Regions from separate parts of the Zea mays genome. Here region 1 is linked to region 2. The links are chromatin contacts, called in public Hi-C maps. All regions are on one chromosome and are shown on one strand. Each heading gives the region's core, a stretch centred on a gene start, on an enhancer-like site or on the middle of the called end of the contact. The rest is flanking DNA. Distances are from core to core; before and after follow the strand shown. Region 1 holds the start of LOC100384417. Region 2 holds the start of LOC100127541.

The links. Hi-C and Micro-C count contacts between places; a contact is called where the count stands out from the background.
Region 1: a contact with region 2 is called in a Hi-C map of tassel, with 1.7 times the contacts expected there. The contact joins the promoter of LOC100384417 here to the promoter of LOC100127541 in region 2. A contact is called at or near these places in 3 of 25 Hi-C or Micro-C datasets (ear, endosperm and tassel).

The regions. Positions count from the first base shown.
Region 1 is chr7:138,167,708-138,173,832 of Zm-B73-REFERENCE-NAM-5.0, forward strand. LOC100384417 reads right to left here and starts at 3,195. Exons shown (of 8, transcript NM_001362363.1): 1 at 2,847-3,195; 2 at 252-1,330; 3 at 1-153. The coding sequence starts at 1,294.
Region 2 is chr7:137,990,581-137,997,066 of Zm-B73-REFERENCE-NAM-5.0, forward strand. It overlaps LOC100127541, which reads left to right and starts at 2,268. Exons shown (of 1, transcript NM_001112795.2): 1 at 2,268-3,273. The coding sequence starts at 2,468. The coding sequence ends at 2,959.

The DNA of each region.
Region 1 (6,125 bases), core at 1,945-4,444, 180 kb after region 2:
CTTTTCCATTGCGATGAAGTGAAACTCCTGTCAGGCTTGTTTGCATTGCCATTTGAGCTGAAAACCTTAACTGGACTTGAGTGTTGTGAAGTACCAAATGTTTGTGCGATGATTTCTCTCAGGACAACTGTGTTCGATAGCCAAAATGTCAACCTACATCAAAATTAGATTCTCACTTAAATTTTGATCTGAAGGAATTGATGGTAATGACAATAAGGGGCAACAAGCAGTAGAAGGTAGTCATAATTTACCTTGAAACATCATTGCCACAAGACTTTGCAACAAGCACAAGCCCAGAAACTGAATTTCTTGCAACTGAAGCTTTCTTATCTGAGGACCAAAATTTTGATGCATGAATGTAAACCCTAGATAGACGGCGAGCTGGTGTATGCAACTTATGTGATGAACAACCGTGCTCTGGCACCACAGAGTAGAGAGAAACCTCGAGGGCAGCAACTTCACGTAGCTCCTGCTCCAACTTCTCAATTTTTGAATATAATTCCTCGTTAATTTTATAAGAAACTGAGTTGCCATTATCAGCTATGTTTTCTTCAGTATCAACAATTTCATCATCAGTGCCAGTACTCTGATCAGATTTTGGAGCTTCATCCAATATATCAATCTCCTTTGCCTCTTCAATGGCTTTACCTTCAATCTCTCTTCCCTCAATGGTAATATCATCAGTTACTTTGCTGTCAATAGGCTTATCATCAGTGACTTCACATTCAATGGCATTATCATCCTTCATTCCGTCCTCAATGTCTTTATCATTCTTTGCTTTGTCATCAACGGCTTTATCATTGGTGGCTCTGCCTTCAACAGCGCTATCATCCTTGATTCTGCCCTCAATTGCTTTGTCATCTGTGGGTCTATCCTCAATAGCTTTGTCATCTGTTTCCTCAGACATCTCAGATGAAGAACAAGAAGGAGCTTTCGGAGTCTCTGGCCTCTTAATTTCAACAGTTTTAGCACCATTAACCGCTTTGTTTGTTTTGGGTGATTTGTTCTGGTTACTGTTTGACGATATATACTGCAGTTTAGTGTGGATTTGACTTTTGGAAATGCTTCTTGCTGAGCGTGGGCTGTTTTCTTTAGACTCTTTCCTTGATAGCTTCTTTGGAACCCTTGAGACTCTTTTCACTTTAGTGTCTTCGTTACTGGTAGCCTCACCCGGTGATGAAAGGGAATTTCTAGCTGGTTCATAGTCTGATTCAGTTACCTTCCCTTGTTTACCATCTCTTTCCACATCACTTGAATGATCATCTCTCTCTTCCCCATTCTCTTTGGCACCCATTTCAGTATCCTTTGTGATGCACTAGAACTTTGGTACCTGGACAGATCACCAACATAATTAGAAACACCAGCAAAGTCCTATCAGCTTACGAAAGTCAATAGGGAATTTCCATGATGGTTTAACAAACTCAAATGATTATGAAATGAAAAAAAGAAGAATTAAAAGGAAAAAAAGGCATAGGCACATGAGTAGCAACTTGTATTAAAGAAAATAAAAGATGCAGTTGAAGTTCAGAGCTGATATGTAGAACCATCTGCACCCCCAAGATTTAAAACGCAGCTTCCAGTAAGAAATCCACTTAAAAGCATGTTCTGATGTTCCTAAATACTGACATGCATTCTAAGAAAGTGTTCACCATGGAGACATCCACTATAAAATATAGTTGCACACAGATCCATCCCCTGCATCCTAATAAATTAATAAAAAGTGCAGCTTACAATAAAGCATTCACCACGGAGCATGACAGTGAGTCCTCTAATCTTTGGTCCTGACAAGCATATGTTCACATCATAAAACAAGCGACAGGACAGCAACTCAAATCATGAATTGGACAGCTGAGCAAGATTTCTGTCTTGCAAGCAAAATTGAAAATTCTATAACAACTTAATAAGAGAATCTGGGACAAATAATATTGTCTACAGGACAAGCAAGTAATTCGCTTGGACAGACGGTAGTTGGGAAGCACATGGCCATGGGGCTCCAGCTGATCTTGGACCACGGTGCCCCTGGATTGCATTCGAGAAGGAGGTCCCAGAACCCAGGGCGATGAGAGAGCCCCAGACATAAAGCTGCGCCATAACTTAACTACAGAGAGATCTGACAAGCCACTGTTATGGCAAAGGTAATTACGATCCATGGTGGGTGTGGACGCCGCTGATACTGAGCATGTGCGGCAGTACTTGATTCCACAAGAATCACTATGTCCTAGTCCGTTCCTCGAAATTACCAACCACCCGACAAAACAGGCAGGTCCATCAATTCGATTTACACCGTTGCAACAATTCGATTTTTCAGCACGGAGAAGTCCAAGAAAGTTGAGAAAACAATAATTGCCAGACAGCTAACAAAAAAGAAATGGGAATCACAGTCTACCACCCACAAATGGACCAGAACTTCAGTCTACAGTGCCAGCCTAATCCGTGTGGAAATTATAAGATATAGTGACTGACATTGCAGGGGGGGGATGCTCAGACGGTACAGGAGCAAGAACAAGAACAGGAAATGAATATAATAACCTCGCACGCCCAGAAACCAACAATTTGGCTTAGTCGGTCGGCCAATGCTGATCAGATGTACCTGCAACCAATATGCAAGCGCACGCACGAAACGCAGAGCTCATCGGACCAAGATCCCACCAGTTTCAGGCTTTCAGCAACGAGACGTTGCGGCGCAAGACCAGCAGAACCGAAAAAAGGGAAATACAACTTCCAAATCTCGATTCGAACACGACGGCATTCCAATCTCCCCCAATGCGCGAGGACGAGATTCCGGGGGTCGATGGGATGAGGAGGAAGGCGAAACGGTAAGCAGAGCAGAAGTGGCTGGTGCTCACCGGGGTTCTCGCGGTTGCCGCCGCGCCGGCTCAGTCCCTCGCGACGCCGGCGGGAGCGGGGACGAGGAGCGAGGACCGGGGAGGCGGTTGCTCTATCTGTTACTGTTGTTCCTTCTTTTTGTAACTACAATGGCGCGCCTGCGCGGGGTTTAAGCTTAACGCGGTGTGGAAGTCGGCGCCGTGGTACCCGCGACTCCCGAGGGAATGTCGGTGCGGAGCGGCGGCGCGTGGGGCGGTCGGCGCGAGAGGGGACGAGGCGGTCACCGGCCACTTGGCTGATACGTCGGCCTCTTGTAGTCTTGTAGAGGAGGGGCGGCGGGCTACGGCGAGGCAGGCAGGCCAAGGGGAGTGCCACCGCTTGGGCGTCGGCTTGGTGGCCGTTGCTGCTGCTTTGCTTATAGCAACGTGTGTTTGGAGGCCGCCGAATCTGCTCACCGCACGGTGACCCTAGCAACCGCCGGGCTCCTTGGGACGTGGCCTGTCAATGCAAGTTACCGCCAACATGTTGCCAGCAATTGGAGTTGGAAAGCACTCCCATTGCTAATGCTAGATCACCATCTATCGCGCTCCTAGTAATAAACCGGTGACCATGAAAGGATCGAGATAGGTGCAAGACGGAGCACAAACCACGGCATAAAAGTCATGATTTGTCCTCCTCAACGTGTCTCACGATTTTTATCAGGTCGGATGATGCACGCAGTAAAAATGTAGTATCACGGATAGATATATATAAATAGCTAAAAAAAAATGGAAGTTATGCATACTCATAAATGGAAGTTGGACGAAAGAGTGCCAACATATACTTAACACTAAATAGCTAAAAAAATTATCATATATTTTTTCTCTTTTTTCATGACTACTTGGAGAGTGGAAGTTTGTTTTTTCTCACTTTTTTTAACTTAATGATGCATACTCATACGATTTAGAATAACTTGAGTCTAGCGATGATGGATACTTAGGGTCTGTTTGTTTCTCTTCTAGATAACTAGATTATATAAGTTGCATTATGGTGGAAGGATAGAAGGGTAAAATATTACTTTGGGGCTATAAATAAGCTGAAATAAGATATCATTGGATAGCTTATTGAGTCCTGTTGTAACCCACAAGCACATTATATTTGGTAGTAAATAAGAAACTGTAAAAAAAACTAGGTGAGGCCACCCTCTTGCATTGTTACAATTTATGTAAAAAAGCTACTGCATTTGTCGTTTGTTTGTTTTAGCTTCGGATTATATACGTAAACGATAAAAGTATAATTCAAACAACCCTTATTGATCTTCACGTGGGGAACCTGCTGGTATGTTTTTTTCCTAGCTCATAATAAGACCTATTCGACTTATATCATGTGGTAAATATGTTCACCTGTCCTAGAAATTTGATGTGCTTAGAAAAGCAAGAAAGAAAACGAAGGGGTTTTGATAGACGGTTAGGATTTTTTTTTTTTAGGAGTTCCAGTTGCCTCACCAAACTTCCCCCACGCGCTTCTGTCCGTTAACTAGCACAAGATATTGAGATAGTGAAACTGAAACATGTCATGACGAGGAACCAGCTTTTGAACAAAAAGCTTCATTCCGATCCAAAGGGGAGAGAGAATCTAGCCTCTTTGCTTTCTTCTAGAAGAAGGCGTTAACAGACGTCGGAACTCGGAAGCCCATGTCCAGGCTCCCAAAAGAGTGGCGCGCGCACTCGGGATCCGCAGCGACTGGTAGAGAGGCTGTCGGTGGTGGCAGCGCCATGGCCGGTTCGCCGTCACAGGATCGGATTAGGCGCCTTAATCACGAGCGCATATTACCGTTCTTCCCAGTTTATTTATCATAACCCGCGCGACGGAGCTGCCGGTGCTCATAGCAGACTGTTAAGGTTATAGCAGTCTGCCGGTGCTCATAGCAGACTGTTAACCCGCGCGACGGAGCTGCCGCGCATATTACTGTTAATTGACAATTACTCAATTATATTTAAATACCGTGGATACATCTCAATGTGTTAGGAGTTCCACCTATGTTTTTGGAGAAATTTCATGGTAACTGTAACACAGCTCATAGCAGACTGTTAAGGCTATATATAGGGAACGTAGGGGAAAAAAAACTGTCTCCAAACATTGTGTCTGAACTCTGCAGTTGTCCATGAAGAAACGGAGAGAGCAACAAACAGATCCGCCGACGACTCTTTCGCTGGTCGTACTAGCTCCAGGTTCCGGTAGGGTATGACAGGCCATGGAAAGGGACTAGTCCATGCCAGATAGAGATAAGCAGGAGGTGGTTGCCTACCATTAGCATGCATTAAACAGCTTTGCTGGCCATCCTACACAAGTGTACCCGCATCCGCACATCCAGCGCGCCGTCCACACCACGCCACACTAGTTTTACGCTGCGTGACAGGATAGAACCACAGTCCACAGCGAAGAGCCAAGGCATGTCCCATGGCTACGACGACCCCATGCCCCTTCAACGCTGGCTGCAACTGTGTAACCGCGTGCAGAGGACATCAGCCACACTGCCACAGCAAAGCGTACTAGATCTACGGCAACGGCAACCCAGTCATCTTTTGTTTGGAGTCATCATCATCAGATGAGATGCAGATGCCGGAGAAAGAAGAAAAGCGAGCAGCAGCTCGTTTGCTTAAAGGTAGACCGTGCAGTTGAGTGGTAGATTACTGACAGGCCCAACTTTGCATCAGTGAAAGCCAGACATGGCAAGCGGAGTAGAGAATGGAAGCCCTGGTCTGGTCAAAAGTACAGGAAAGACACGACGTAGCTTTGGATCTACGCAAAAGCGAGCGTATGTACTCATCTGCAGGTTACACTATGCATACATCCTACCAGAAAAAGACTGTACATGGATGTGTGATGAACAAGCTGTTCAGTGCTACTCCCTCCGCCACCCACCCTCCCACACACAAAAAATTACAATTATTGTTTTTCGAGAAGATAAATAATCTGAACTTTGACTAAAATTATTCAAAATAAACATTATTAGATTAATTAATAAACATATTTAAAGATATAAATATTAATACGACTCACTATAAATTTGATTAAATTTAAGTTTATTTGACTGAGATGAATTTCATAGTTGCACTATTTTTTTTACACCAAGAGTGTACTCTTCAATTCTAGAATACAGTCTACAGAAGCCAGCTTTACTCTCGGCGACAGGAACGCATGGCTGCATATAGTAAAGAGAAAAGGTTGTTTACGAATCTAGGATTGAGAATATGCTTTCTGTTGCTGGTCATGGTAGTTCAAGCATGAAGATTACAAGAATGGAGGTAAAATTCCCA
Region 2 (6,486 bases), core at 1,018-3,517:
GCAGCACTAGGCCGCCGCCCGACGGATCCGATGTCGGCAGCGCGCGCCGTTCACCGTGCGATGGTGATCACGACCAGCCGTCCTCCAATCTCCGTGGTTAGCTAATCTCCGTGGTTAGCTGGGGTGTCCCAGCGCGTGCTCCGATCGATTAGTCGATTGCAGCCACGCCTCGCTCGCGTAATAATTGGGGCACCGCATGGTTGGGGGAGTTGCCAGTTTCGGGTGCCGCTGCAGGCAGCGACGCGAGCTGGGGGGAAAGCAAAGTCGTTTGTCGTGGCGTCCTTTCGCCGGCCGGCGAGAGAGAGAGAGCATCTGCTTGCTTATCCCGATCGATGGAAGGATCGCGTTCGTACGCGCCTGTTCGTCCCCGGGCGCCCCGCCACCTTGTTAGCGTCGATACGGTGGAACGTGACCCCGCCTTGTCCGCGCTGAACCGTAATTTCCCGGTCGAGGAAAATTTGGGTACAGACAGACGCTGTGAGGCGTCCGTCCTCCGTGCTGGCCTCATGCGCGGGCGCGGCGGCCAAAAAAAAAAAAAGAACATGGTGCGGGCCTGGGCACGGCCACGCGTTCCCCATGTCGACATGCAAATCTGGCCAGAGAAGAGGTCGCCCATTCGGTTTAAGTATTCTCCGTCTCATCTACCATCTTCCAGCTAGTGCTAGACTGAGGGGTACAGTAGTATGTAGACGGTGACATGGACATGGACATGGACATGCGGGGGCTGGAATATAAAAAAATAAAGTAATGGGCATGATAATCCAGACAGCTCAGCGTCCGAAAGCGACGCCATTCGCGGTGAGCTCGGCTTAGTTCCACTCATTGACCGACGGGGAGGATCAAGCTGAACGTTCGTGCGGTAGATGGGAGACGCGGACGACGACGACGGTTTCCAAGTTCCAAGCACCTGCGGCCGTCCATCGTACGCCGATCCCGAGGGGAGTCGGCGGTGCGCGCGCGCTCGCCGACCGATGCTTGGTTTTATGCCGTATCGTATCCCTCGGCAGCGCGTCCGCGCCGGCCTCGGTCAGCCCGGGCGGCTACTTACTTGCCCCGGTACCAGACCAAACCCAACCCGCCCGCCCGCCCGCGCACGGCTGGGACGGAACAACCAGCACACGACCAGTCCGTGCGACCGCGTCCTGTATAGAAAACCTAGCGCACCCAGAGGGTCCATCCTTCCTACCCCTCGGCATCCAGCCGTGCGCGTGCGATATCTCTACTAACTTTTTTTCTAGTCCTACCCATGTTGCGTAGAAATAACCGCTAAAGAAAATCCCAGCAGGAAATCGATCAGGTCCCTACTACCAAATCTCATCCAATCCACATGGATGAGAGTTGGAAGTAAAACTGAACAGAACCTTAGCGGATGGGACGAGTAAGTTTCTTCGCAACTTGGATGTAAACGGTGAAAAAAAAATTCTCTGATAGGTAAACGTGGACGAAGATTTCTCATCCCCGTTTTTTTAGAAACTCGTTAAACTTACATGTGACGATGTTGACAATAAAAATTAATAATTATCTTGTCAAGAGATTACCCATTATACAAATATTATCGTTTTAATGTACACATAATGATTTTTACATCTAATAATGTGTATAAGTGATAATGTTTTATATTTATAACTAATAAATGTAGTACTATCTAATTATAATTTACGCGGGGACGTGAATCTCCAACTGTGATTTATCGTCGCGGGAAATGAGGATAGGAAAAAATATCCCCACAATCGTTTGTTGGGATCTCCACAGGAATTGTTTTTTGGGCCAATTCCCTGTATACCACTGGAAAATATACTCATTCCTTGTATGCCACTGGCCCCACATGTCATAGACACCAAAAAATATACCTATATGCCACTCAGTGGCACACAAGGGATGAGTGTAAAATCTGATGGCATACCAGGAATTTTCTCTTGTTTTTTTCGTCGAGGGAATGATTATGGAAACCCGCTCCGTTGCCATCTCTATGCACAGCGTGCCATGTTATTCACATTCCTTTGCCGTCTGCGCCAGGGTGCGAGCCCCGCGGCCTAGGTCGCGACAGGTGGCCAGCCGAAACCGGGAGGCAGGAGCGCGAGGCAGAGGGGCAGCGTCATCACCCGGGCGCGCGCCAACGACAACGAGGCCGAGGCCGGAAATAACACGCCGGGCGGGCGGGTCACTGCTGCTGCCTTTGCCGCTGCGCGTCCGCGGAAGGGGACGCGTCCCCGTCCGTCTTCCCACTTTTCCCCGATAAAACCACGGGCGCCTCTCGTCCATTCCTCGCTCGCCCACCCTCCCCGCGGATCACAGACAGCCTGTGCCCGCCTTCCAGTCCACAATCTCCCTGCCTCTCCTCTCCCACCCTCCCTCCGAAAAGCAAGCTCCGGCCCGGACCGCCCCACCGCGCGCGCGCATACACAGAGAGAGAGAGAGAGACCGCACGGTCGTTCGGGGTTCCTTTGGCCAGGCGCACGACACGAGCATGGCGCAGCGCGACAAGAAGGAGGAGCCCACGGAGCTGCGGGCGCCGGAGATCGCGCTCTGCGCCAACAACTGCGGCTTCCCGGGCAACCCGGCCACGCAGAACCTGTGCCAGAGCTGCTTCTCGGCGTCGAGGTCGTCGTCGTCGTCTTCGCAGCCGTCCCCTACCTCCTCTCCCTCAGCTTCCGCGCCGGCCGCCGCGGTGCCGCAGCCGAGGCCGGCGCTCCTGGACGCGGCGCTGCAGCTGGCGCCTCCGGCCGCGGCCGCGGGCCAGCCTGTGGAGGCCTCGGCCAGGACTTCTGCCAACCGGTGCTCCAGCTGCCGGAAGCGCGTGGGGCTGACGGGGTTCCGGTGCCGCTGCGGCGACCTGTTCTGCGGCGCGCACCGGTACTCGGACCGCCACGGCTGCCGCTACGACTACAGGGGCGCCGCCCGGGACGCCATCGCCCGGGAGAACCCGGTGGTGCGCGCGGCCAAGATCGTTAGGTTCTGATTCGACCGGCGGGCGGAGGAAGGAATTGCAGAGAGGGAAAACGAAGATTCCAAGGGCGGAAGGGGGGAAAGGCATGCGAAATCAGAGAGGTCTTCGGTGTTACTACTATGCTGTTCTTGGACGTGTTTGATTTTTAATCTCCTTTTATATATATATATATATATAATTTTCCTACGGAGGTGGGAGGAGAGGAGGTGGACGAAGAATAGTGTAATGATAATGGTGGTGGTGCAGCGGCGGTGGTTGAGGGCCCAAAACGATGAACACATGGGGTTGGGTTGGGTGTATGTATCTATCTGTCACACGCAGCTTTTGTGCAAGACTATTATACTACATCGCTGGTCCCTCCAATTTGCTCGATCGTTCAGGCTCCTAATCATATCTGCCGACCCCCCGTATTTCCTCCGCTTAAACTTTTTGCTCGCGGAGAATGAGAAGCACTGAAGCAATCAAGTCCTCTTTTTTTTTCCCGTCTGGCCCACATGCCAATCTCCATAATGGAACCGTCGCATTATCGCGCCGCGGTCGGCACAATAGTCATCTCCCGGGCCGGCTGGCCAGCGTGCCACGGCGTCGCCGAATTTTTTTTGTATTTTAGCCTTTCAACAGAAGTAAAATCTCGTTTAGACTAAAAAAATTTTAAATGCAGTTTTGGACCCTTAGCTCGGCGCCACAGCCTATGGCGCCGAGCTATGACGTGGCCGCAACGGCTAGCTGCGTCCAGGGCTGACCTGGCTCTGACGTGGCGGCGGCGCGCCCTCGTAGCTCGGCGCCACAGATCTTGGCGCCGAGCTACGAATTCCTATAAAAACGCCCGCGCGGCTGGCCGAGAGCAGCTCATTTCATCCCATTTCCAAACTTCGTCAAAATTTCCTGGATTCAAAGATTTGAGTTGGTTCACTTCGTAGACCAAGGTATGATTTCCAACTGATTCGTTTTGTATATTAGGTTGTTAGTTTAATAATTTGTATACACCTATTATATTATTATTTCGATTATTAGTTTTTGTAAACTTATTATAAAGCATAATAGGTACAAGTGATAATTATAATCGTTTATTAGATGAAAGACATATACCGAGAGGCGTTGTGGCAGAAGAGAGGTCGTCCTCGGGAGTTATATCTGGACGTATCTAGTAAGGATGCTCCTGTTCCTCCTGAACTCCCCGTGCCTAACTGTGACTGTGGCAGACTGGCTTGGGTACATCAATCACAACATCCAGACACGGCTGCTCGCTGCTACTACCTTTGTGGCACTTTGGACGTACGTAGCTTATGACTTGTCACTTAATTTTGTTCGCATTCATTATTTTGTAGATATGTAATAGTGCATCTTTCCATTATTTTAGGGACATCAGAAGTGTTTCTTTTTCCAGTGGATCGATGGTCCTGATAAATTTGACCCTCGATATCTTCTTTTCGTTAATTGGTTGAGTGGAAAGACCAGTCATGAGCGTTTTAAGCGTTGGGTACCTCCTCCCCCGAATCCTCCACCAATGACGGATGCGGAGAAGGAGGTAGCAACAGAAAGACGGATGGACTCACCGCCTCGATGCGATTGTGGAGACCGTGCTGTCATCGACGAAGACTATGACAAGCAGTTCTGTTGTCCGAACATAGATTATGTGAGCCCATTGATACGCTAAATGTATAAACTAGTTTTTATTTACAATAAATTACTAATTTTTTCTCCTGCAGCCATACGGGTGGCGTAAGTGTCGTTTCAAAGAGTGGTTGTATGGTCCTTTGTCCCATTGGCCAGAGCCAGAGGTAAAGGAAAAGAGATACATGGGGTGGGCGGCAGAAGAGGTCAAATTTGATCCAGTACTCTGCAAATGTGGTATTGAAGCTAAGTATGGATTAGTTCCTTCGGAGCTTGGTGTTGGATATTTTTGTGGACATATGGTCGATTACGATGAGGTTGGTATTTTTTTTTGCACCAGATGTAATGTTATAGCGGTACTTACTATTTTTTTTGTAGGAGACGAGGAAATGCAGTTGGGAGAGTTACGACGACAAAGGAGAGGTGATGCGCACAATAGAGTCCAAGAGAATAATGGGACAGAAGATGCGTTGTGGATCTCGGCTCGTCGATTCGTACATTAACGATCGCATACGCGACATGCGTAGGGAAGCAAAATCTGCCTTTTATGATAGCCCGAAGCGTGCAGAGTATAGGAGGTTGAAGGCGGCAGATGAGAAGAGAGCACAGGATGTAAGGGAATGGGAAGCGGCTCAAGCCGAGAAACAGATGTTGGATAATCTTGCTGATCGCCTCAAGGGAAGTAAGTGAGATAAATGATATTATAATTATGTTAGTACAATTTATTTATCCTGACTTTGCTAACTTAATTTTCTCATTATATTTGCAGAGATTGGAAGCGGCGTAAACTATTTGGCCGATGAGGCGCATGCGAGATATGTTCAGGATAAAATGGCAACGATGGAGGAGGAGGACGACGACACATCTATATTGAGTGAGCTTATCGCCCTCGCAGAGGCAGGATTACATGAAGAAGAGGAGGACGACACGTCAAGGTTGAGTGAGCTCATCGCACTAGCTGAGGCAGGATTACGTGCTCAAGAGGAAGAGGATGAGTTTATGTCACAGGCCGCCGCAGAGGTAGAGGCAGCTTATTACAAGAAGAAGTCTGATGAGGCTGAGGCTGAGGATGAGCTATTCTCCCAAGCTGCAGATGAAGCAGAAGCCAATTATTACAAAAGAACTGGTGACAAGTGTGATGCAGGACAATGCAGCAAGTGGAATGAGGTTGTTGTTGAGGATTGCGCGACGGATGACTCCGAAGATGAGTTACTCATAGATTGTGATTCAGACTGAAGAATTGAAGATTTGATAATTGTAAATATTAAACAACTAGAGAAGTCTTTACCTGTCGACCAGAGCCGTCAACGCCGCTGGGTTGAAAGTGGGCAGCCCACGGCGGACCTGGTACGATAAGACGTCCAAGCCAGCCCTCTGTAGGAGAGGAGTGTACCTCTCATCGTACCTCATCTCCTCCAGAAACCGGTCATGGGTCCGGACCCGCAGAACGGGCAACACCTAGCAATCAAAAGAATTTTCATTAGTCAAATATATGTCGCATATATTAATTCAAATATAGGTCGCAAATATAACAAACAAAATATTACCTCTCCCTCTGCGGTGAGACGGCCCCTGTGGTGCTCGTCGTAGTGAGGGTCCAGCAAGTGGAACTGCGCCATCCTGCAAATTAAGATATCAACATATTAGAATATAAGTTGTGTACAAAGTGTAACAAAAACATCGACAAGTCTACCGCATGTACAAAGTTGCGTATAAAAAAATATATCACACCTGACTAAGTGTCCAAATGCATGTACGTGAGTTGTGGCCAAGTCTACCGCATTTTCCGCATTCATTCTGCTCTGGGTCCACGAGAAATGGCTCAAAACGAGGGCTCCAGGTACGTACTAAGCTCTCTACACTGAACTCAGAAGGTATTCTGCTCTCAAATGCAAAGTTACGATGACGTGCGGCCGCAACATAAT